Regions from separate parts of the Mus musculus genome. Here all the other regions are linked to region 1. Evidence: chromatin contacts called from public Micro-C and promoter capture Hi-C data. All regions are on one chromosome and are shown on one strand. The core of a region is the stretch at or near the end of the contact, and the rest is flanking DNA. Distances in the headings are between cores, read along the strand shown. Region 1 holds the start of 2810410L24Rik (RIKEN cDNA 2810410L24 gene). Region 2 holds the start of Socs3 (suppressor of cytokine signaling 3). Region 3 holds the start of Pgs1 (phosphatidylglycerophosphate synthase 1). Region 4 holds the start of Tnrc6c (trinucleotide repeat containing 6C).

Region 1 (4,936 bases), core at 361-2,860:
CCCCCCGGCCGGGACCCTTCTCTCCTCGGCGGGATCCGTGCTCAACCAGACTCTGGGTAGGGAAGTCACACTCTTCCTCACCCCAACTACGACGAAGATGGATACTTGGTGTGCGTGGGGCCGGAAGTTTTTAAACGAGATTCCACTCGCAGCTTCCAAACGTCCACCTGGTGCTGCACGCTTGGGGGCCTTTTCTTCTAATTTAAGGGGTGGGAAGGATGGGACAAAAGAAAAACAACCCACCTTACTTTGCAATCTTCCTCAAAGAGACTGGGAGTACTTTTCATTCCATAGGGGTTTCTACCCCACCAGCCAGAGCCCCGTTTCTTCTTCTGAAATGGTCTTCTCACAAAGCCACCCTTAGCCGACACCGTGTAAAATCCCACTATCGGGTAAGCCAGTGGGGACGCTTCTGGCTCAGCTGCAGCTAACTTGGGAGAAAAGAAAGTGAATTCTTCAAGAACTTTAAAATAAAAGCGGCCCTTTCCCGGCAACTCGCGTCTAGCTTCGCCTTTGTTTTAAACACACATATAAAACCCTTGTCCTTCCTCGGAACGGGGGGCGGGGAGAACTGAGGGTCCACATTCAGAAGCGCTTTCCCCTTAAAAAATATTCTCGGAGGAGCTCTTTTGTTTGAAGTGGGTATGGGGGAGGGGACGGGGCCCGCTCCAGTTCAGCTACCAGGCTCTTAACAAACCACCACCAACAAAAAACCACAACTCTGAGGGTATCTCCTAACCCCGCAAATCTGGGGTTCCCGGATCCAGGAGGGATTCGTTCCTAGACACCCGGCGCGCAGCAGAAGCCAAGACCAGGTTTCCCTAAAGTAAACATCCCGGTTCAGAAAACGAGAATTCTAGGTTTCCGGGTTGGGGGATAACTGTATGAACCACTTCGAAACAGAGCCATCTTGCTGTAGTACCCATGGAGTCCTGGATGAATTTCGTGGGCCTCTGAAGAAAGTGACGCGCATTTCCACAGGAACTGGCTCCAAGCCCGTCTTACGGGTGGTGGAGAGCCCAGTAGGGATTCCAGAATACAGCTCAGGAGGCTACCCCGAGTTCGGCTACCGTCCCAGGACCCCTCAGAAAGACACGTTTGGTGCGAAAATCTCCTACACACCAGCTGGGTTTTTATTCCTTCCCTCCCCAGAGTGTGCTCTGGGCGCGCGGGAAACAAGGAAAAAGCACGTACCTGGCGGCGCTCTGAGGGCAGCCTCACCGGCCCTCCGTAGGCAAGGGAGCTCCCAGAAGCTACTCCCTATCCGGCTGGTCGACCCTAGGCCTGTCCCTCCATCCCTCCCTCCCTACCCGGCTGGTCGACCTCCGCCGAGCTAATTCTCCAGGAGGCAGGAGCGGGATACCCGGCCCGCCTTTCTGGAAATGGGATCCGTTTTTTAGCGCCAGGGCCCGCGCCAACGTCCAGGCCACCGTCGGCGCGCAGGGTTTCCCTAGTCCTTTGGATCAGCAGAGAGTGGGGCGGCCTGGACGCTGGGCTGCGGCTCGCGCACCAGCTCCCTGTTCCCGCGCGCCCTTCTGCATCCAGGCTCCGGCGTGTCCACGTTCCCAATCGCGAAAAGGGGACGAACTCTGAGCCCTCCGGGAAGAGAAGGCTGCAGCCGCAGTCCAGGAAAGAGCCCTAGGGCGGGAGGGGTGCAGGGCGGAGGGGCGGGAGAGCTACCAGCGCCCCACGGCCGCGGCCCTCGTGGGGGTGGGGAGGGCGCCCAGCCCCACCCACGTGGAGGCCCCCGCCCCGCCTCCATGAGGGCAGCGTCCCCGCCTGCCCCAGCGCCTCCGCCTAGCCCCGCCCCATCGCCTCCCGCAGCGGCCGCTCCCTTTGTCTGGGCAGCCGGTGCAAACCAATGGCATCGCGTGGGCGGTGCTCAGGTTGGCCAATAGATGATCCAGGAGGTGTGGCCGAAGAGGAGGGTCTATTTCCCCGAGAAGATACGGTAAACTGGTAAGCTTTTCAGGATCTGGGCTCTGAGGCCGAGAGTGTCTGCAGCTTCGAGCTGGCTCCGCCGTGGAATTACAAATTTTGGATTCCTTTCCACTATCTGGAAAGATGCCCCCAAATCCGGAAGGAAGTGTAAGGGAATCATATCTGGACTCTAGGGAGAGGAAGCCCCAGGGGATTTGATTTTAGAATGGCCCCTTGCACCCGGGACACGCAGTGCCTTGAACTTTGAAATTCAGGGTGTGCAACATCCCCAGAAGTCAGGAAGGTTCTCTGAGATCGAGTGGTAATAATGTGATGTTCAGCTTTCAAGGCGTCTCTGAGTTCAGGGGCAGAGGTGCATAGGCCCTCTCAGGAAGGACTACAGGATTGGGGGCCACTGCCCCAGGACCACCTTAGTGGGCAGCGACTCATTTGCTTTCTGAGCGGAGAAATATCGAGTGCTGAAAAATATTCAGGCTAAAGTGGACCACGGCCAGAGAGCTGTTGCTGGCTTGCCCCAGACAGACAGGGAAAGATACATCTCAAGTGTGCCCCAAGCCACGCCAGGGCAGCAAGTGCAGGAGACAAACAAGAGCCAAGCCATACCTACAGGAGCAGGCAGGTGTCTCCTCTTGAGTTCACCGCCTTGTCCTGGTCTCAGACCTGGAGGTGTTTCCCAACCTTTTCTCCCTTTCTGCATCTTGGCTCCAAGTGAAATCCGCAAACCAAGAAGAAAAGGAAAACAACCACCTGATGTAGGGGCTGTAATCTGGTGCCGCCGATGGTAAAATGAGCCCCGGAGGTAAATGAGGTACATTACAACCCTGGATTTGCAGGGCTCCACCTGAGCGCTATCAATCCCAGCATCTCCCAGGAGGTTGTCACAGAAGCTAACATCTAATTCCCTGTTGCTGAAGGCAGTACTCAGCCACCTTTATGGCTCTGTTTTGAAATTCCTCTTTTCAGAAGTCCAGGGATCCTGAGAGGGCCTGTAGCTAACTGAAGGGCAAGTTGCAGCACTCAGGATCTAGGACTTGTCCGGCTATGGTTGCAAACCACAGACGTGGTGATCAAATCGACCTTGAAGTTCAGCTCCCAGGGATTAAGCACCCCAGGGTGGACACAAACTGATTTTTTTTTTTTAGACCAAGAGGGATTGAATCAAGATAGTGGTCAAGATAATTCCTAATAGCCTCTCTTCCCACCCTCAAGCCCTAGAAATGATAGAAAAGTTTTAAAATCCATTACAACTAGAGAACAAGAAGAGTGCCTGGGAGACAAGTCAGGGCACTGCTCCTGCAAGAGGGAGCATGGGAGGGAAACTGCTGGCCGGCAGGAGGGCTCCAAGGAGAGCCTCTCAGAGGAAACTGTGGAATTCTGGGATCTCTGTCAGGGTGATGGGTGGGAGTCTGTGGAGACAATCTCTTCCTGGGCTGTGCTCAGTGGACTGAAACTAAGCAGATGCCCTGGAGAGTCATATGTGAAGGAGTTCTCTTGGCCTTAGAGCCTCCACTGAGGTTCTCAGCAGCACAGGAGGCCCAGTGCATAGAGACTGGACTACTGGATGGGAACACTGATGGGAGCACTGAACAGTACAGAGCAGCACAAGTTAGAACCACTGGCCCTGGCTGCAGAATTGGCTCGGTGATTAAGAGCACTTGTCTAGCACTTGCAGAGGACCTGGGTTTGAGTCTCAGTAGTTACATTGTATAGGAGTACACCATTGCTCTCTTCAGACACACCAGAAGAGGGCATCAGACCCCATTGCTGGGAATTGAACTCAGGACCTCTGGCAGAGCAGTCAGTGCTCATAAAGACTCAGTAGCTACATTGTGATTCACAACTGTCTGTAACTCCAGTCCCAGGAGAATCTGGTGTCCTCTTCTGACCTCTGCAGAAGTTGAAGGACCCTGGCCATTCTTTTCACAAGAAATCTTGGGCTTGGCTTGTGCTGTCTATTCCCAGAGAATGTGTGTTCAGGCAATTAAACTTAGTTAATTTAGTTTAAATTTATCTTAAGTATCTGAGCCTAGTTCTTGATTTCATATCTACTTCTTTTTTGTTTTTGTTTTGTTTTGTTTTCCGAGACAGGGTTTCTCTGTGTACCCCTGGCTGACCTAGAACTCACTCTGTAAACCAGGCTGGCCTCGAGCTCAGAAATCCGCCTGCCTCTGCCTCCTGAGCGCAGGGATTAACGGCTCATGTCTACTTCTTTACTACAAGTGTAAGGAGCCCTGCCCGTCCTCCTGACTTTGGGTTTGGCAATATGGCTCCCTCTGGCACATGGGATTGTTACCAGATGTGAAGTGGATAAAGTTTGAAATGTGCTAGCGAGGTCAGCCTTATTATATTGGGTGCCAAGGAGCCAGGATGAGGAGATAGTCTATTGGGAGAATAAATGGGGTGGATCTGGTCTCAGGAGGAGAGAGCATCCCAGAGCAAACCTCAGTCCCTCGGGACACTGTAAGCCATGTTCTGAGGCTCTCTAAGCAGCATGGTTGTGACAGCTGACTGGAATGGCTGTCCTGACTAATACAGAAGTGGACAGAAGGAGCCCTGGGTAGAAGGAACCCTGGGTTGTGGATGACAGGGAAACTAAGGAGGTAGAAATAGTGACATTTTCCCTGGCTACCCTGCAGCAAACTAGGAGAAACGGAGAAGCCTGTCACCTGCCACCTGCAGAAATCGAGGCCAGGTATAACGAAGGTTGCTTAGAACTGTGGAGTCTCAGGTTGAAAGGGCTACTGTTTAAATCCCCCAAATATGTAGGAAAAGTGGTCATTATTGTTTTGAGAACAATGATGAAGAAAACTTGGTCCAGGAAAAGGACATAGATCTGGTTGGGCAAGATGGCTGGCTCCACAGGTAAAAGTACCTAGTGGCAAGCTTAATGACCTGAGTTTGTCCCTGGGATCCACATAGAGAAGGAGAGAACTGATTCTCACAAACTGTCCTTTGACTTCCACATAGATGCCATGGAACTTGTGTGTGCACAAGT
Region 2 (5,224 bases), core at 890-3,389, 2.2 Mb before region 1:
GGGAAGCAGAGGGGGTGTGGAGGAAGGGGAGGGGAGAGTCCGCTTGTCAAAGGTATTGTCCCACCAGGCCAGGCCGGCTGGCTCCACTTGAAAGAAGCTGGAGCTGGGGGAGGGGGGAAAGCAGGTGGCAGCTCCCCCTCCCCTCAGACGAATTCCAGGTCCTGCCAGCTCTACTCTGCGGGAGTGGAGGGCCTGAGGAAGAAGCCAATCTGCCCCTGGCTCACTGGGAGCTACCGACCGTTGGGGCTGGATTTTTGTGCTTGTGCCATGTGCCTCGGAGGAGAGGCGACCGACCGACCCAGGCCCCCCTCTGACCCTTTTGCTCCTTAAAGTGGAGCATCATACTGATCCAGGAACTCCCGAATGGGTCCAGGCAGCTGGGTCACTTTCTCATAGGAGTCCAGGTGGCCGTTGACAGTCTTCCGACAAAGATGCTGGAGGGTGGCCACGTTGGAGGAGAGAGGTCGGCTCAGTACCAGCGGAATCTTCTCGCCCCCAGAATAGATGTAGTAAGCTCTCTTGGGGGTACTCCCGGGGAGTGCCTGGGCAGGTGGCTGCTCCGGAACTTCGGACGAGGGTTCCGTGGGTGGCAAAGAAAAGGAGGGGGTCCCTGGAGGCGGCATGTAGTGGTGCACCAGCTTGAGTACACAGTCGAAGCGGGGAACTGGCTGCGTGCTTCGGGGGTCACTCTGCAGCGAAAAGCTGCCCCCCTCACACTGGATGCGTAGGTTCTTGGTCCCCGACTGGGTCTTGACGCTCAACGTGAAGAAGTGGCGCTGGTCCGAGCTGTCGCGGATAAGAAAGGTGCCCGCGGGCTCGGCGCTGAGCAGCAGGTTCGCCTCGCCGCCGGTCACGGCGCTCCAGTAGAATCCGCTCTCCTGCAGCTTGCGCACGGCGTTCACCACCAGCTGGTACTCGCTTTTGGAGCTGAAGGTCTTGAGGCGCAGGCTGGTGTCCAGGGGGCGGCTCATCCCGGCGGCGGGAAACTTGCTGTGGGTGACCATGGCGCACGGAGCCAGCGTGGATCTGCGCGGCGGTGGCTGCAGCTGCTTCGCGGCCTCCGCACAGCGGCCGCTACCGCATCCCGGGGAGCTGCAGAGAGCAAAGCGTGAGGCGCGTGAGTGCCCGGAACCCTCCAGCGTGCCCGGCCCTCCAGCCTCCGCCTAGCGCCCGGGGCACCCCTTTGCCCCGCTTTAGACCGTGTCTCAGGCCCAGCCACCTCGCGGAACTCGACTGTCCTCGGTCACTGCCGGCCAACCCCAGACAGTCTCTTCCCCTGCCCGCCCTAGGAGGACGCCCAGAGAAAACTCGCGCGTGGAAGTTGGGTCTCCAGGAGCGCGGCCAGGATGGGGAGAGACACAAGAGCCCTAGGGACGCTCAGGGCGCCTCTCAGTCCGGTGTCCTCAGTGGCGAGGGCGAAAAAAGGGGGGTGCCAAACCCGAGATATGTGAGAGAGGGGACAGGAGAAACCCGAGGGCCCCAGTCTGAGTATGACGGGAATCAGGGATCTTCGGTTCTCATCCGCTCTGCCCCCTACCTCGTCCCCTCCCTACCGGGAATGACCCGGGAAGGGGAGGAGAAACCGGGAAAAGCTCCCGAGCTGGACCGAGGCCCCCACCCTTCCCCACACCGCGCCCCTCCTTCCTACCTAGTCCCGAAGCGAAATCTCCGGCCTTGGGGCTGCGCCTCCTATGGTCCCCGAGGCGAGGCGGCGGCCAGCAGTGGCTCGCGCTGCGCCCAGATGTTGGCAGCCGTGAAGTCTACAAAGGGGCTCCCCGTGCGTGCGCCCCCTCTGGCTTCGCTGCTCCCCGGGCCGATGAGGCGCACTCCTGGGCGAATCAGGCAAAGGACCTGGGCGAGGGACCTCGACGGAGAGCTGGGCCGGGAAGGGGGCGTCCGGGAGCCCGGAGAGACAGCGGTCGTAAGAGCAGGCGAGTGTAGAGTCAGAGTTAGAGCCGCCTCGGAGGCCGCGCGCGCGGGTATTTACCCGGCCAGTACGCCCCGCCCCCCGATTCCTGGAACTGCCCGGCCGGTCTTCTTGTAATGTTTAGTCACTACTCTGCACTGAAAGGCTGTGCGCGGAGGGCGAGGGAGGGGCCGCGGAGGGCGGGCTTGGAGCTGGGGCCTCCAGGACCCGCCGAGACTCACCGAGAGGGAGACAAAGCGCGGCGCGAGGCTGCCCGACCGGCGGGCGCGGCGCCAGCCTTGGCCGAGCGTTCCTGGCAGCGGCCCCTCCCCCGCGCGCTCCGCCCCCAACTTCTCATTCACACTTTCCCCCCCCTCCCTTCTAAGAAGGCTGGTTTCTGGCAGAGGCGGGGGCGTCGCGATGGGAGCGCGCGGGCAGTTCTAGGAGGCCAGCCGGGAGAGGCTCCCTCCTGGCACCCCTTCCCTTTCTTTTGATCCCCGCGGGGACGCTCCCCTCCCTCTGCACCCAGGCCACTCCGAGGTCCTCATGTACAGTTCCAAGCATCCCGTGCCAACCAAAAGGGACGTAGGACCATTCAGCCACCAGCCCACTGGGGACCTAGGAAGTGGAGGAGGGGGATGCGCGACATTTACCTGTAGACAGGTCCAAAAGATGAAGCTGTGAGATCCAGAAGTGGAGGAGACACTGACTTAGAAGCAGCTACCTGGCCTCAGCTCATCCGCCCATTGCCTGGTTCTTCGGTGACAGACGTGGGTGCTGATGTCCTTTGGGGAGTGGGGTGGGAGGAGCAGCTAACTACTACCTTATCACTCATCTGGGCCTCCCAACCTGCGTGGCGAACTGTGGGTCCGCCCAGGTACTCTCGGCGCGGTGGGGGAGCTAGAGGAAAGAAACCCTCATCCCATGCTCGTCCCCCGAGTCCACCAGAGGGCGCGCTGGAGTCTTGTAGGCGAGCCGAGTTTTGCTGTTTCCCAGGCTCTGTATAGAGAGAATAAGAGGTTGTGGGGCTCCTTATTCAAGAACAGGAGTGGGGAACCCAGAGAGAGAAGCCTCACTTCCCAGGACAGGGTCAAACCTGAGAAGGAATGTCGACTAGGAGGACTGTCCACAGAGCGTTGTAACGGGTTCAGCCACTGCCTGAAAGTCGCTGAGGTGTCAGAATGGACCCTCTCTTGCCTCTACGTTTTAAGGTGTCTGAACTTTCCCGATGGTGGGGTGGAGAGGGAGTATTGATAAGAGCAGGTGATTGAGGTGAAAGGTTGTTTACTCCTGGTCACGTGAGTATCTATAAAGGCCTAGTGTCGAGTTTTGCAACAGGCAGCAGGAAGTGGCAGCCACCTGAGAACCAGCTAAGTGACACACAGTGTCTGCTCTCAGTGGGCTTTCTGACCTGCCCTCTTGGATACCACAGGCTTCTTGTAACACCAGTAGGAGGGCAAACTGACTACACAGAGTAGCTTGGGCTAGGAGGGAGGGCTGCCTGCTTCCCTTCTGGCCCACTGTGTCCAATCTGCTCCACTGATGCTGAGGAACTAAGAGAGACCAGGGCAGGTGCACTGCCTCTCTGGACTCAGTCTTGTTATCTGTTAAATAGGGATGGGTGCCCATCTGTCCCCCGCCCCTGGCAATTCCAGTAGTCAAGAGGCTTAGGGGCCTTATTTAAAATATCTCACACTGGTCTGATGAGCAGATGCTCACAGATGGAGATCCCACAGGTGAGGCCCAGTCCTTGCCTTCGAGTCACTCTCAGGCTCCCCAAATGGATTCTCCCTTTCTCTGTGAACAAGCCCTCCTTGATCTCATTCAGGGAGTGTTCCCCAGCCACTGCCTTGACCGTATGCTTCTGAGCCGAGGGCAGTGGAGGACAGGGAGGACTCTTAGGAAATAGCCCTGGAGTTAATGGATGGGAAAGTGCTTTGTAAATTACAATGCTCTGCCACGAGTCAAGTTCATTCATCCATTCCACAAACCCTGACTTCGTGCCTGGCTCTGTCAGGCCTCGGGTGCAGCGCTGGGGCGGCAGAGCTGCGGGGCAAAACCCACAGTGGGGAAGAGGCTGTGGGCCATGAGCAAGGACTAGTCATGATTGTGACCCAGTGAGACACTGTGATAGCTTCTTAAGTAAGAGAGGGAAGTCAGGGGCTGGATTGCTGGCTCAGCAGTTAAGAACACCTGCTGCACTTCTGGAAGACGGGGGGGGGGGGGGGGGGTGTTGGTGCCAGGACCTATGTAGGATGGGTCACAACTGTTGTAACCCCAGTCCTAAGCCACCCCAGGCCTCCAAGGGAATCTGTACTCATGTGCACCCCCCATACACACACACACACACACACATATACAGAATTAAAATAAATCTTGGTCCCTGTGATGGTAGCACACACCTTTAGTATTCCAGAAGCAAAGCAAGCAGATCTTTGTGAGTTCAAGGGCAGCCTATACCCTATATACATTAAATAGATAAGTGAATTTAGCCGGGCGTGGTGGCGCACGCCTTTAATCCCAGCACTCAGGAGGCAGAGGCAGGTGGATCTCTGAGTTCGAGGCCAGGCTGGTCTACAAAGTGAGTTCCAGGACAACCAGGGCTATACAGAGAAACCCTGTCTCAAAAATCCAAAAAAAAAAAAAAAAAAAAAAAAGATAAGTGAATTTGAGAGAGGGGAAGGGGAAGAAATGGTGTTAGAGCTAGCCTGGCTGGAGAGGCTTTTTTTTTTTTTTTTTTTTTTTGAAGACGTTCTGATAGATGATGCTTAGGAGAGCCTTCCCTCTGCAGGGCCAGCAGGGAGCTCCACCCAGAGCAAAACTGGAGGATGTGGGGCTGTTTGAAGAGGAGAGGTGGGACAGGACCAGCAGGTGTTCTTCTGCTCTCTCAGGCTGCTGTGGCCTGAGATGGGTGGGTAAGCTGGGTGTCATGCATGCTTTTAGGAACCTCAGCTGTTCTGTGGCTCCACTGCTCAGTGACTCTGTGATGTCACTGTGTGTTAGCTGACCTGATGAGAATGCCTCCCCTGTGTTGCTGTGGGGACTAAGGTGCTTAGCACAGTACCTTTGAGGCTTCAGATGTTGCCCACTTTCTAGAATGCTTGCCTAGCATGCAGGAAGTCCTAGGCTCCATCCTCAGTTCCTGCCTCCTATTTCCCAAGTAGGGTTTCACTGTGTAGTCCTAGCTGTCATGGAACTGGCTCTGTAGACAAAGCTAGCTTGAAACTCCTGCCTCCACCTACCTCCACCCCCTTCAACCAGGGATTAAAGGCGTGAAGCACCACACCTGGCTCAACTACTTTAGATATTGAAGATTTT
Region 3 (5,296 bases), core at 2,387-4,886, 2.2 Mb before region 1:
GCCCAGCCCTGGGGTTGTTCTTACCAACCAACTTAAACAAGGTTTCTGGGCACAAAGAATGCACTTTCTGTAACCATCCAAATTTAAGCAGTTAAAAACTGTGCCAGGATCAGAGGTTAGGGACACTTTCTGTTCTTGCAAAAGAACCCATGCTGATTTCCAGCACCACAGGGCGGCTCCCAACAGTCTGTAACTGTGGTTCTAGGGGACCCGAACCCTCTTCTGACCTCTATGGACACCAGACGTGCAAATGGTGCTCATACGTGTGTAGACAAACCCACTTGCACACATAAAACAAACAAACAAACAAACAAACAAACAAATATTTTTGAGGGGGTTTCAAGACTGGGTGTCTCTGTGTAACAGCTTTGGCTGTCCTGGAACTCTATCTCTGTAGACCAGGCTGGCTTCGAGCTTAGAGATCTGTCTGCCTGTGGCTCCTGAGTGCTGGGATTAAAGGCATGTACCTTCAGGCCTGCACTAGCCATGCAGTCAGTGTCACTGTCCCCAGTGAATTAGCCCTATGTTTCAGGTATTGCCTCACATAGCCAAGAACCACAGGGGCAACAGAACGTCTCTTCCCAGGATGGTGATGCGATGGTGAGGATGCTCTGTGGCCCCAGTGGTGATCCCCACCAAGCTTAAGGGTGACAGTGAAGCACGGTGGCTCACAGTCTGTTTGCTCAGCACCTCCCGTGATAGGCTGAAGGCACCAGAATCTCATCCTGGTTACTGGAAGTTCGGAAATCTGATGAGTCATCTTTCCTCACTTGGAAGCGCTAAATCGGATTCTGCCTAGTATTTGTAAAACTGTGTGTGTGCTTAAAAACTAAAGGTGATTTGAAATACTCACTGCCTGTAAGTGAACTGGAGTTCTGAACACTCCCAGCTGGTTCAGGAGAACACCCCAGGTGGTACCTCTGTGTTCTCCTCCTCACCTTTTGCAAAATGTGATAAGTTTTGTTTTTGTCTTTTTGGTATTTATTTGTTTGTTTCTTGAGACAAAGTCGTATTATATAGCTCTGGCTGCTGTCCTGGAACTTACCGTGTAGGCCAGGCTGGCCTCAAACTCACAGAGATCTGCCCACCTCTGCCTCCCAAGTGCTAGTGCTAGGACTAAAGGCATGTGCCACCATTGCCCTGTGACTGACTGACTTTCTCTCTCTCTCTCTCTCTCTCTCTCTCTCTCTCTCTCTGTTTTTAGGCAGAGACTCATGCAGCACTCGCTGGTCTTGAACTCACTTTGTTGTAACAAATGCTGCTTAACCCCTTATCTTCCTGCCCCTGTCTCCCAAGTTCTAGGACCTGCTTCCTTTCCTTCTTTCTTTCTCCCTCTTTCTTTCTTTTTTTTTTTGTTTTGTTTTTTGAGACGGGGTTTCTCTGTATAGCCCTGGCTGTCCTGGAACTCACTTTGTAGACCAGGCTGGCCTTGAACTCAGAAATCCACCTGCCTCTGCCTCCCAAGTGCTGGGATTAAAGGCGTGTGCCACCACGCCCGGCTCGCTTTCTTTCTTTCTTTCTTTCTTTCTTCCTTCCTTCCTTCCTTCCTTCCTTCCTTCTTTCCTTCTTTCTTAGATACTAATGCTTTTGTCTCCTGAGGGCTGGTAAGGACCAGGATTACAATGTGGGCTACCATGCCTGCTTGAGATTGTCTTTTTACCACTCTTTGATAATATTTTTTCATTGTCTTAAAAACTAGTATATCGGGGCTGGAGAGATGGCTCAGGGGTTAAGAGCACTGACTAGCTCTTCCGAAGGTCCCGAGTTCAAATCCCAGCAACCACATGGTGGCTCACAACCATCCATAATGAGATCTGATGCCCTCTTCTGGGGTATCTGAAGACAGCTACAGTGTACTTACATATAATAAATAAATAAATCTTTTAAAAAACTAGTATATTATTTATTGTTATTGTGTGTATATGTATGCTCTGGAGTGGGCACATGTGTGGAGGCCAGAGGACAATTTCCTCAGCAATCTCCTTTATCCATTGAACCATCTGGCTGGACTTTCCTTTTTAATTTTATTTTTATTTAAATTTCTGAATGCTCATTTATTTTGTGGGAGCAGCAGGCACACAGATGCTATGGCGCACATGTGGAGGTCAGGGGACAAATTGAGTCTCTTTCCTACTATATATGTTTTGAAGTTGAAACTCTGGTTGTCAGCTTTGGCAGCAAGCACCTTTATCTACTGAGCCATTTTGCCTGCCCCTGGTAAATTTTATAAGTGATGCCATGAAATATTATTCTAGGGTATCATATTCTCATGGAGCTATGGCCATCCATTGTATTGATACACCACAGTGTATCTAGCCAACTCCTTCACTGAGATTTTTTGTTTGTTTTTCAAGATAGGGTTTCATTGTGTAGCCTTGGTTATCTTGGAACTCATTCTGTAGACCATACTGGTCTTGAACTCACAGAGATCCATTTACCTCTGTCTCCACAGTGCTGGGATTAAAGGCGTGCACCACCACCACCACCACCACCACCGGCTGTTTCCACACTTTTCAATAATGGGAGAAAGACTGAGATAAATATTCTTTTGAAATGTGTCATTCACTTTCCTGAAATAGTTTGGTGGAGGTGAAATTCAGAATGTTAGTTCAAGTGTTACAGCTTTAACTCCATCATCTCTGGGGTAAAGAGAATTATGACTGTTTTACAATGTTTCTAGCTTCTAAGTCCCAGAGCATGTGAGCCAGGGAAGGAATTAAGGGCATGAAAGTCAGACAGGGGCAGAGGAGGGTCAGGCCTCAGGGTGCTGAACTGAGTGATGATGCACACGAGTGCGGGCACAAAGCAGGGGCTGGCTATCTGACAGGTGTTGGGCACTGAGCTATTGCAAGAATCCTTCCTCTTGGAGCCAGGCAGGTGAGTTGAGGGCGTAGGGCTCAGGAAGTTATCAATCTGACAGGTGTCAGGACTCTGAATGATCACTAGCTTCCTCTCTCCTGGAGCAATGCAGGTGAGTTTAATGCGCATGGCGGCAGCTGTCAGTGTGACAGGTGCTAAGATGCCACTGACATCCTCCTCCTTGCTCCCTCATGTGAGTGCATGGCAGCAGCTGTCAAACGGACAGGATTGAGGCGCTGAGCAGTTACTAGCTATTCTCCCTCCTGGACTCTCATATGTGAGCGCAGGGTAGCAGCTGAAAGTCTGCGCTGAGCATCCTTCCTTCTTCTTGGAACAAGGCAGATGATCATAGGTCGCAGGGCAGCAGCTATCAGTCTGACAGGACTCCGGGCGCTGAGCTGTTATTAATCCTCCTGGACCTTTATGTGAGCGCAGGGTAGCAGCTGGAAGTCTGACAGGTAGTCTGGTCGCTGAGCATCCCTCCTCTTACAGCAAGGCAGATGAGCATAAAGTGCAGGGCAGCAGCTGCTAATCTGACAGGATTCGGGGTGCTGAGCTGTCACCAGCATTCTCCCTCCTGGACCATCAGGTGAACTTAGGACTGTAGTCCATGCCTCCCGCCCTTGAGCTCCCTGTCTGGCGCGACGCGGTGCCCCAGAAAGGATACAGAGAGGCAAAGACAAGGGAATACAGCCTATGCAGCTGTCACTGCCGCTACCGCGCCTGCGCGCTGGCTCCCTGTTCGCGCTCGCACTGTCAATAAAGTTCTCGCGCGCCGGAAGCGGAAGCGGCGGGTCTCCATGGCGGCGCCGGCAGCGGGCCCGGTGTTCTGGAGGCGGCTGCTGGGCCTGCTGCCTGGCAGGCCCGGGCTGGCCGCGCTCCTGGGCCGCCTCTCCGACCGTCTGGGCAGGAGCCGGGAGCGCCGGCGCCGGAGGTGAGAGCGCTCGAGAGGGCCGGGCGGGGGGTGGGGGACTCGCTGTCTCCCCGCGTGCCGGCGGCTCAGCCAGGAGCCCCGTGGGCGTGCACCGTGCAGGAGCCACCCGGGGCGAGCTCGGGGCTGCGGCCCGGCCCTGGGGCCAAGGCTGCTGTGCTCCGGGCTCGGGGCGTGAGTGTGGCAGTCGGGGTTAGAGCGGTGAGTTGGCCGGAGTGAATCAGCCCTGCGGGGACCCGGTGCAGGCTGGCTTCCTCACATCCTGCCGGAGACATTTCTCAATCCTGACTCAATCGGTACTCAGGCCCGTGAAGAGGAAACACTCGAAACTCTTTCTGCGCGCGTTCGAAAGGCTTGTTTCTGGAAAAGTACTGAAGTGGGTTGTGTAAGCGGTGAGGGAAGCTTTGAAGCAGTTTGTTCAGGCAGTGGTCCTTTAAAGGAAACATTTGCCAAGAACAGGCTCAACCAAGAGGCCTGATGCTATTGCTAATTTTCAGGAGCGCGCGAGATAGATATTGAGATTGTGTGTTTGTGTGTGATATTCTCTCGTGTGGATATGTTTAGAGACTTCGTTTTCTTTTTCTTCAAATGCTGGGGCCCAAACCCAGAACTCCATGCACACAAGGCAGGTGCTTTACCACTGAGCCACATCTCAGCTCCTCCTCTCTCTCTTTAAAATAAATAAAACAATTAAAATAATGACTGTGTGCTCAGGTGGTGGTAGGGGAAGTCGGTTCTCTTTTACCACGTGAGTTGAAGTGATTGAAATCGGATCATCAGGCTTGGCAGCAAACTCGCTGGACCCCCAGTTCTTTTAGAGACACAGTTTCATGTATCTATACTGGCCTTAAATTGAGTAACTCAGGTTAGCCTAATACTCCTGATTCTCCTGCCTCATGTCCAATGCTGACTCCCAGGTGTGAGCTGTAATGGCCCATTCTGGTTCTGTGAGTAAGATCTGTGGGTAAGATCTTGTCTCTAGATGGCTTGAGGTGCAGTCACCTGCGTTGGTTCTAGATGTGGGTCATTGATTTACAGAGTAACAGGGAGCTTGCCAACCCAAGCACAAATTAGACTTAGAGGACCTACTGAATGACAGAATCAAGGCAGACAGGCAGTCTTATCTCAGGTTGCCTGCTGATCAGAATGGCTCTTTCCCCCAGCCATTCGATTGGACGGTAGAATCAGGTGACGCTTATTACATCAGGGCACCAGACCACTGAAAAATGTTAGGTTTCAAAAGTTCTGCCTGAAAGAGGAGCAGTTTAGGAAGCTTTGTTGATTTCCTTTTGGTTTGTAAACCTCAGTATTCATTGTTCAGCTTTGGTGCTGATCTCTGAAGGGGGCTCAGGCAACCTACATGAACTATATCCCCTATACCACTGGGTATCAAATTCTGGATAGGCAAGCACTCTACATGGAGCTGTGCCCCTAGGCCTGACAGGGCCTCACCTCAGGTTACTTTCGAATATCCTTTGTAGCTGATGGTTATGAATTAATGGCCCA
Region 4 (5,150 bases), core at 1,780-4,279, 2.5 Mb before region 1:
AGAGAAGCCGGCCTGGAGTGAGTTCAGATAGCGAAACGGGGAGTTCCCAGCTGTGACATAAAGGCCCATTCCTGGCTTACCGTTGGCTTTACCTTGAGTACGGAAGCTGCAAAGAAGCCCACGGAAGCCTACCAGCCTGCCAGCAAATCTCTCTCCTCCCTCTAAAAGAAAGCCTGAAACCTGAAACTCCTTATCTCTCTCCTGGGTACACCAGATCACCAATTTGGGGGAACTGAATCAAAGAGATGGCAGCACCCCTAAGCCACTTGCCTGTCCTCACGGGGCTCAGATGAGTGGGATTTGCAAAGTGCTGGGGACCCTGTGGATGACCTCCTCATTGTGACTTGCCAGTCATTTTACATTGTGGCTCACCCTGAGTCTTTGAGCGTAGACCTGAACATACCTAAGGCTTCAGTTTTTACCATGGCCTCTTCCTCAGCTGTTACCCACCACCTACTAAGACTAGACCATATACAACCTCACCTCTGTTACCCATCAGAAGTCCTCTCCTTAAGCACACCAGAGTCTAAGTAAGCCTCATCTTCAAGTGTGTCCTCTCTGTCTGACTTCCTTTTTTTTTTTTTTTTTTTTTTTTTTTGGTTTTTCGAGACAGGGAGACCAGGCTGGCCTTGAACTCAGAAATCCACCTGCCTCTGCCTCCAAGTGCTGGGATTAAAGGCGTGTGCCACCACTGCCCTGCTCTGTCTGACTTCCAAGGAACGCCATTCTGCATTTGCTCAGTTCCTGTCCGAATAACTTTGCTGGGCTCCTCCTCAGCACTATCCCCACCTATGTGGGCCTTTTTATCCAGGTTACCTGCCATATATGTTTTCTAGGAAGGTTCACAGCAATCCAAAGCTCTGCTGTCTTCAGCAGCGTGAGCTGCTGCCTGCGATTGCCCCTGCCCGCCCGTCACCTATTCCTGAGCTGTGGCAGACCCTGATAAACACAGTGCTCCAGGTTCCCTTGTCTCCCTGCTGTTTGCTGTTGCTTCTCTCTTCAGTGTCCTTCCATGAGCTTCTGTTATTGCTTCTGTGACCTCCCTCAAGACTTAGGCTATAGGTCCTCTGGGAAGGTCTCTAGGAGACAGGCTACCTTCCAGAACACTTTCATGGAAGGTAATCATACCGGTTTTTTTATATATCGTGTGTGCATATACATGTGTGCATAGGTCAGAGAACAAACCTCAGACATCCTCTGCCTTGATTTTTTTTTTTTTTTTTTTTTTTTTGTCTTACCTTGTAGCCCCGGTTGGCCTGGAACTCTATGTAAAACGAGGCTCACCTTGAATTCAGATGCCTCGTTGTCCAGAGTGCTGAGATTAAAGATGTGCATCACATCTACCAGTCACCTTGTTTTTGGGTCAGGATCTCTCACTGGCCTGGAACTTGCCAATTAAATGAGGCAGACTGGATAAGGAGCCTGTGGAATCTGTTTCTGCTCCCTCAGCACTGAAATTACTGGTATGTGCTACTATGCCAGGCTTTTAAATTGTGTGTGTGTGTGTGTGTGTGTGTGTGTGTGTGTGTGCGCGTGTGCTCAGATACACCAGCACCAGGGAATGACCCCAGTGCTTTGAACATGCTCAGCTGACACTTTACCTCTGAGGTACACCCCTCTTCCTCAAATATTCTTTCTACCACCACAAGTCCATATTCCAAACTATGAGTCTAATTTTCATTCCAAAAGATATAGCCCACCTTTTCTAGTGGTGTTAGGATATCTAAGGTAGGAAGAGATCCTTATTGTGCCAGGCTAAGTAAGCTCGAGGGGAGGGGACGATCACAAAGAAAGCTGGAAGAGAGGAGAGGTCATGGTCACAAAGTCAATGAATGGCAAGGACAAATGCTAAATGACGTCATTTTGGTTCAATATTCCAATAACTGAAGTTTTACAGTGTTGTTTGCACCCAGACTCTGGGCTCCTCATGGATTTAGCAATCTACCTAGTGCATGCTGTGTAACTGCAGGATGCTATTTGTGCTCCTTCCTGGATCATGTGATAATATCTGGACTTTTGAGACACAAAAGATACAGGTTCTCAGCAGTCAAGAATTAAACTGAAGTCAATAAAATGCTGAATAGAAAAGGCAGAAGTCTCTGTGAGAGCCACATCTGCCATCAGATCTTTCTAGGGGATATGGGTTTGCAGGATGAAAAATACACAACAGACGTTTGAAGCCGACTTCGGAGAGTAAGTAAATCTGACGACCAGAAGGCTTAAAATATAATAGAAAGAAAGGAGTGTACAGAGCTCACGGGACCCTGAAGGGAAACGAGAGCAGCAAGTCTGTTGTGTCCCTTTTCTCCACAAACATTTCAAAACATGACACTGGCGGCAGCAAAACTGCATCTCGAAGGTACTACTAGAGCGTTGTCTCTTCTTCCAGACGGGAACACATAGACAGGGAATGGCCTCTTACAGCACTGACAACTTTCAGAAGCATCGCGGATCTACCAGAACATCAGGGTCGGGAGTGGTGGTGGAGAGGAATTAGGCTCCTTCCATCACCCTCTGTGGAGAAAAATATGAGCTTTCAAAATCTTCCCGTGGCTTGAACAGAAACTTGAAAGGGACTCTACGGAGCGCACAGTGCTTCGGACCTTACCCACCAGATTATTACGTATATGTATACCAAGGAGGAGCCAAAGAATGGAGGACCACCGCGGGCTTCCCAGAGCCAGGAAGAAAATGCGGGGTGTGTAGTCTCAGCCCAGGGCTTGGGGTGGGCAGGTTGCGTTCGCTGTAGGGTGGAGTAGCTGCGGGGAAAGCAGGCCTCCCCAGGGGGCTGCTTTGCAGCCGGGATTGTTTGGCTCGCGTCAGAGCAATCCCCGGGGAGCCTCTGAGCGAAGGAGGGGGCCAAGAGGATGCCGCGAGGAGCGCGCAGCGAGCTTCTAGGCCGCGTCCCGCGCACGTACGAGTGTGCACCGTAGGGAGGTACAGGGCGTGTGCACGGCACGGGCCGGAGGCGCGCCAGTGCGTGCGCCAGGTTCAGGGCGCCGCTGCGCAGAGGGCCAGCGCCGCCGGGCGAAAACGCTGCGCAAACCCGGGATACGGCGGGGCGCAGAACCGGAGAACGGAGGCGGCTACGCAGAACTGAATCTGCGGCCCTTTGGTGCGCAAGCTAACGCGGAGTCACAGTGCCCAAAAGCGTGAAGGCAAGCGGCCACGGGAGAATTCCGCACGGCTCTCCGCATTGACCGGGAAGGAGCGTCAGCTCCGAGGAAAGGCGCGCGTCCGAGGCGCGTGAAGAACGCGCAGCTCGCACCCCCGCGCGCTCCACGCGCGGTCTGGACGACCACAGCGCGGGCGGGTATTAGGGGAGAAGGAGGAGGCGTGGTCTTTTCGTGACGAACCAATGGGATCGGGAGCACTGCCTGGAGGCGGAGCTCAGGATCAGGGCGCTGATTGGCCATTCCGCCCTCCGGTATGCAGATGCGGTGGGAGTCACGTGCCGGGGGCCGGTACGACTTCCTGTTGGAGGCCCACGCGGGGCGGGGCCGGGGGCGCGAGCGCCGCGTCTGGCTGGAGCGGGGGGAGGGGGGTTCTTGTCAGTTAGAGCAACAAGATGGCCGCGGTGGCAGCTCCGCACCTCAGCGCGACGGCCCCGGGAGCCGCAGCCGCCGTCGCCGTCCGCGTCGCCGTGCAGCCCTGAGAGCCGCCGGGTCACCCCGGCCGCCCCCGTGACAGGCGGTCCTCGCGCCGTCGCGCTCCCGCCGCCGCCGCCGCGGGCCCGCTCGAGCCGGAGCCTGAGGCGGAGGGAGCGGAGCGGCCCCGCGCCCAGCCGCCCATCGCCGTCCCCGCCTCAGACCCGGGCTGCGTCCGAGCCGCGGCCCGCCGAGACTTAGGAGCAGGGCGCGTCGCGGCGTCGCGGGCACTGGACCTGGACCTGCCGGGACGTGCCGCCGCCCACCCGCCGCCCGCGCCCGGACTCGATCCTGCGGCGCCGGCACTGAGCGGGCCCCCGCCGCCGGAGCGCCCCCGAGGGCCCCGGGCGGCCGAGAGCGACCTCTCCACCGCCAGGCCCGCGCCGCCGGAGCCCCGCGGAGCCGCCGCCGGGGACGGAGCCCAGGTGAGAGCGCCACCGCCGCAGCGCCCGGAGGTCTTCGGGCCCTTTGTTCGGCCGAGCCGGAGCGCGGCGGCCCCGAGCTACCCGCGTGCGGCGCCGGCCGGGGTTGACGGGCGGAGGAGAGGCACGGACTGCGAGCTCCTGGCCGGGCGTGCGACATCGGGATGGGGACCCAGGGGTCGGACACTTAGCCGTTCCCCCCAACCCCCGCGCTCGCTCTCTCGTTCTCTTAAAACTAATGCAGTGGTGGATGATACCCGCTCCCCTTGCATGGTCCCCTGCAGACCGTGCGTTCCCAAAGGGTGGCATACACCGATCCGCAGTGTGGCGTTGTTTGGTGAGCCATGGGCGACCCCGAGGGCCCCCTACAGTTGTGAAATGAGGTGGATTTATTTGTAACGGTGTTGCAAACGGATTGCGGAGTGCTTGCGTGCTAGGAAGACGCACCGCCACCGCCGCCAATGCAGCTACCTCGACCGGGTTAACAGATAAGGAAACCCGAGCGCCCCGACGCCGTCTCTGCTTTTTTAGGGTAGCTTGGTCCGCGGCTTCGCCAAGTAGGTGAGATGTAGCGAATGCTTCCGTAGCAGTTAAAACCTGCAGATGTGGACCTGAAGCTGTCCCCCACCCCCATCTCCCTGTGCGTTGGCCGGGCGAGGAGACGGTTGGCGCGCGCGCTGCGCGTCGCTGGAGGAATCTTGATGAAGGATGGTGCTGGGATGCTGTGAGGGAGCCCGGGGAGGAGGAGGAGCCGGCGGGGCTCGGCTGCACCTATGGCGTTCTGAGACTTCTGACAGTGCTGGTGCTTCCGTGTGTAATTAGTTGAGTTCTTTCCAACCTTTGCCTTCGCCAGATGAAACCTCCATTTGAGTGGTCTGCCCATTGGCTTCTGGGAGTGAAACATAGGTTCAAAACTCAAAATGGTGCTCCATTGATGGCCAACTTGGGCATCTTGAAGGAGTTGCACGTCGGAGTCTCCTGGCTCCTTTGCTCCATTGTACTGCCCAGGTTCTGATGGTAGTGGTTGTTTTCTGGGTGTCTGGTGTGCACGTTAACCGCCTTGTGCCAGTATAGATAGTCT

Evidence for each region. Promoter capture Hi-C pulls out the DNA fragments that hold promoters and counts their contacts. A called contact is a pair of places that touch in the nucleus more often than the background predicts.
Region 2: a contact with region 1 is called in a Micro-C map of embryonic stem cells, with 2.7 times the contacts expected there. The contact joins the promoter of Socs3 here to the promoter of 2810410L24Rik in region 1. A contact is called at or near these places in 1 of 484 Hi-C or Micro-C datasets (embryonic stem cells) and 1 of 115 datasets of contacts at active chromatin or transcription factors (embryonic stem cells).
Region 3: a contact with region 1 is called in a promoter capture Hi-C map of pre-B cells, with 2.4 times the contacts expected there. The contact joins the promoter of Pgs1 here to the promoter of 2810410L24Rik in region 1.
Region 4: a promoter capture Hi-C map of pre-B cells shows a contact between it and region 1, with 5 times the contacts expected there. The contact joins the promoter of Tnrc6c here to the promoter of 2810410L24Rik in region 1.

The regions. Positions count from the first base shown.
Region 1 is chr11:120,188,246-120,193,181 of GRCm38.p6, forward strand. 2810410L24Rik (RIKEN cDNA 2810410L24 gene) reads right to left here and starts at 1,611. Exons shown (of 3, transcript NR_030682.1): 1 at 1,195-1,611; 2 at 244-431. It also overlaps Gm9734.
Region 2 is chr11:117,967,227-117,972,450 of GRCm38.p6, forward strand. Socs3 (suppressor of cytokine signaling 3) reads right to left here and starts at 2,140. Exons shown (of 2, transcript NM_007707.3): 1 at 1,649-2,140; 2 at 1-1,092. The coding sequence starts at 1,004. The coding sequence ends at 327.
Region 3 is chr11:117,983,221-117,988,516 of GRCm38.p6, forward strand. It overlaps Pgs1 (phosphatidylglycerophosphate synthase 1), which reads left to right and starts at 3,637. Exons shown (of 10, transcript NM_133757.2): 1 at 3,637-3,793. The coding sequence starts at 3,660.
Region 4 is chr11:117,651,260-117,656,409 of GRCm38.p6, forward strand. It overlaps Tnrc6c (trinucleotide repeat containing 6C), which reads left to right and starts at 3,030. Exons shown (of 22, transcript NM_198022.2): 1 at 3,030-3,427.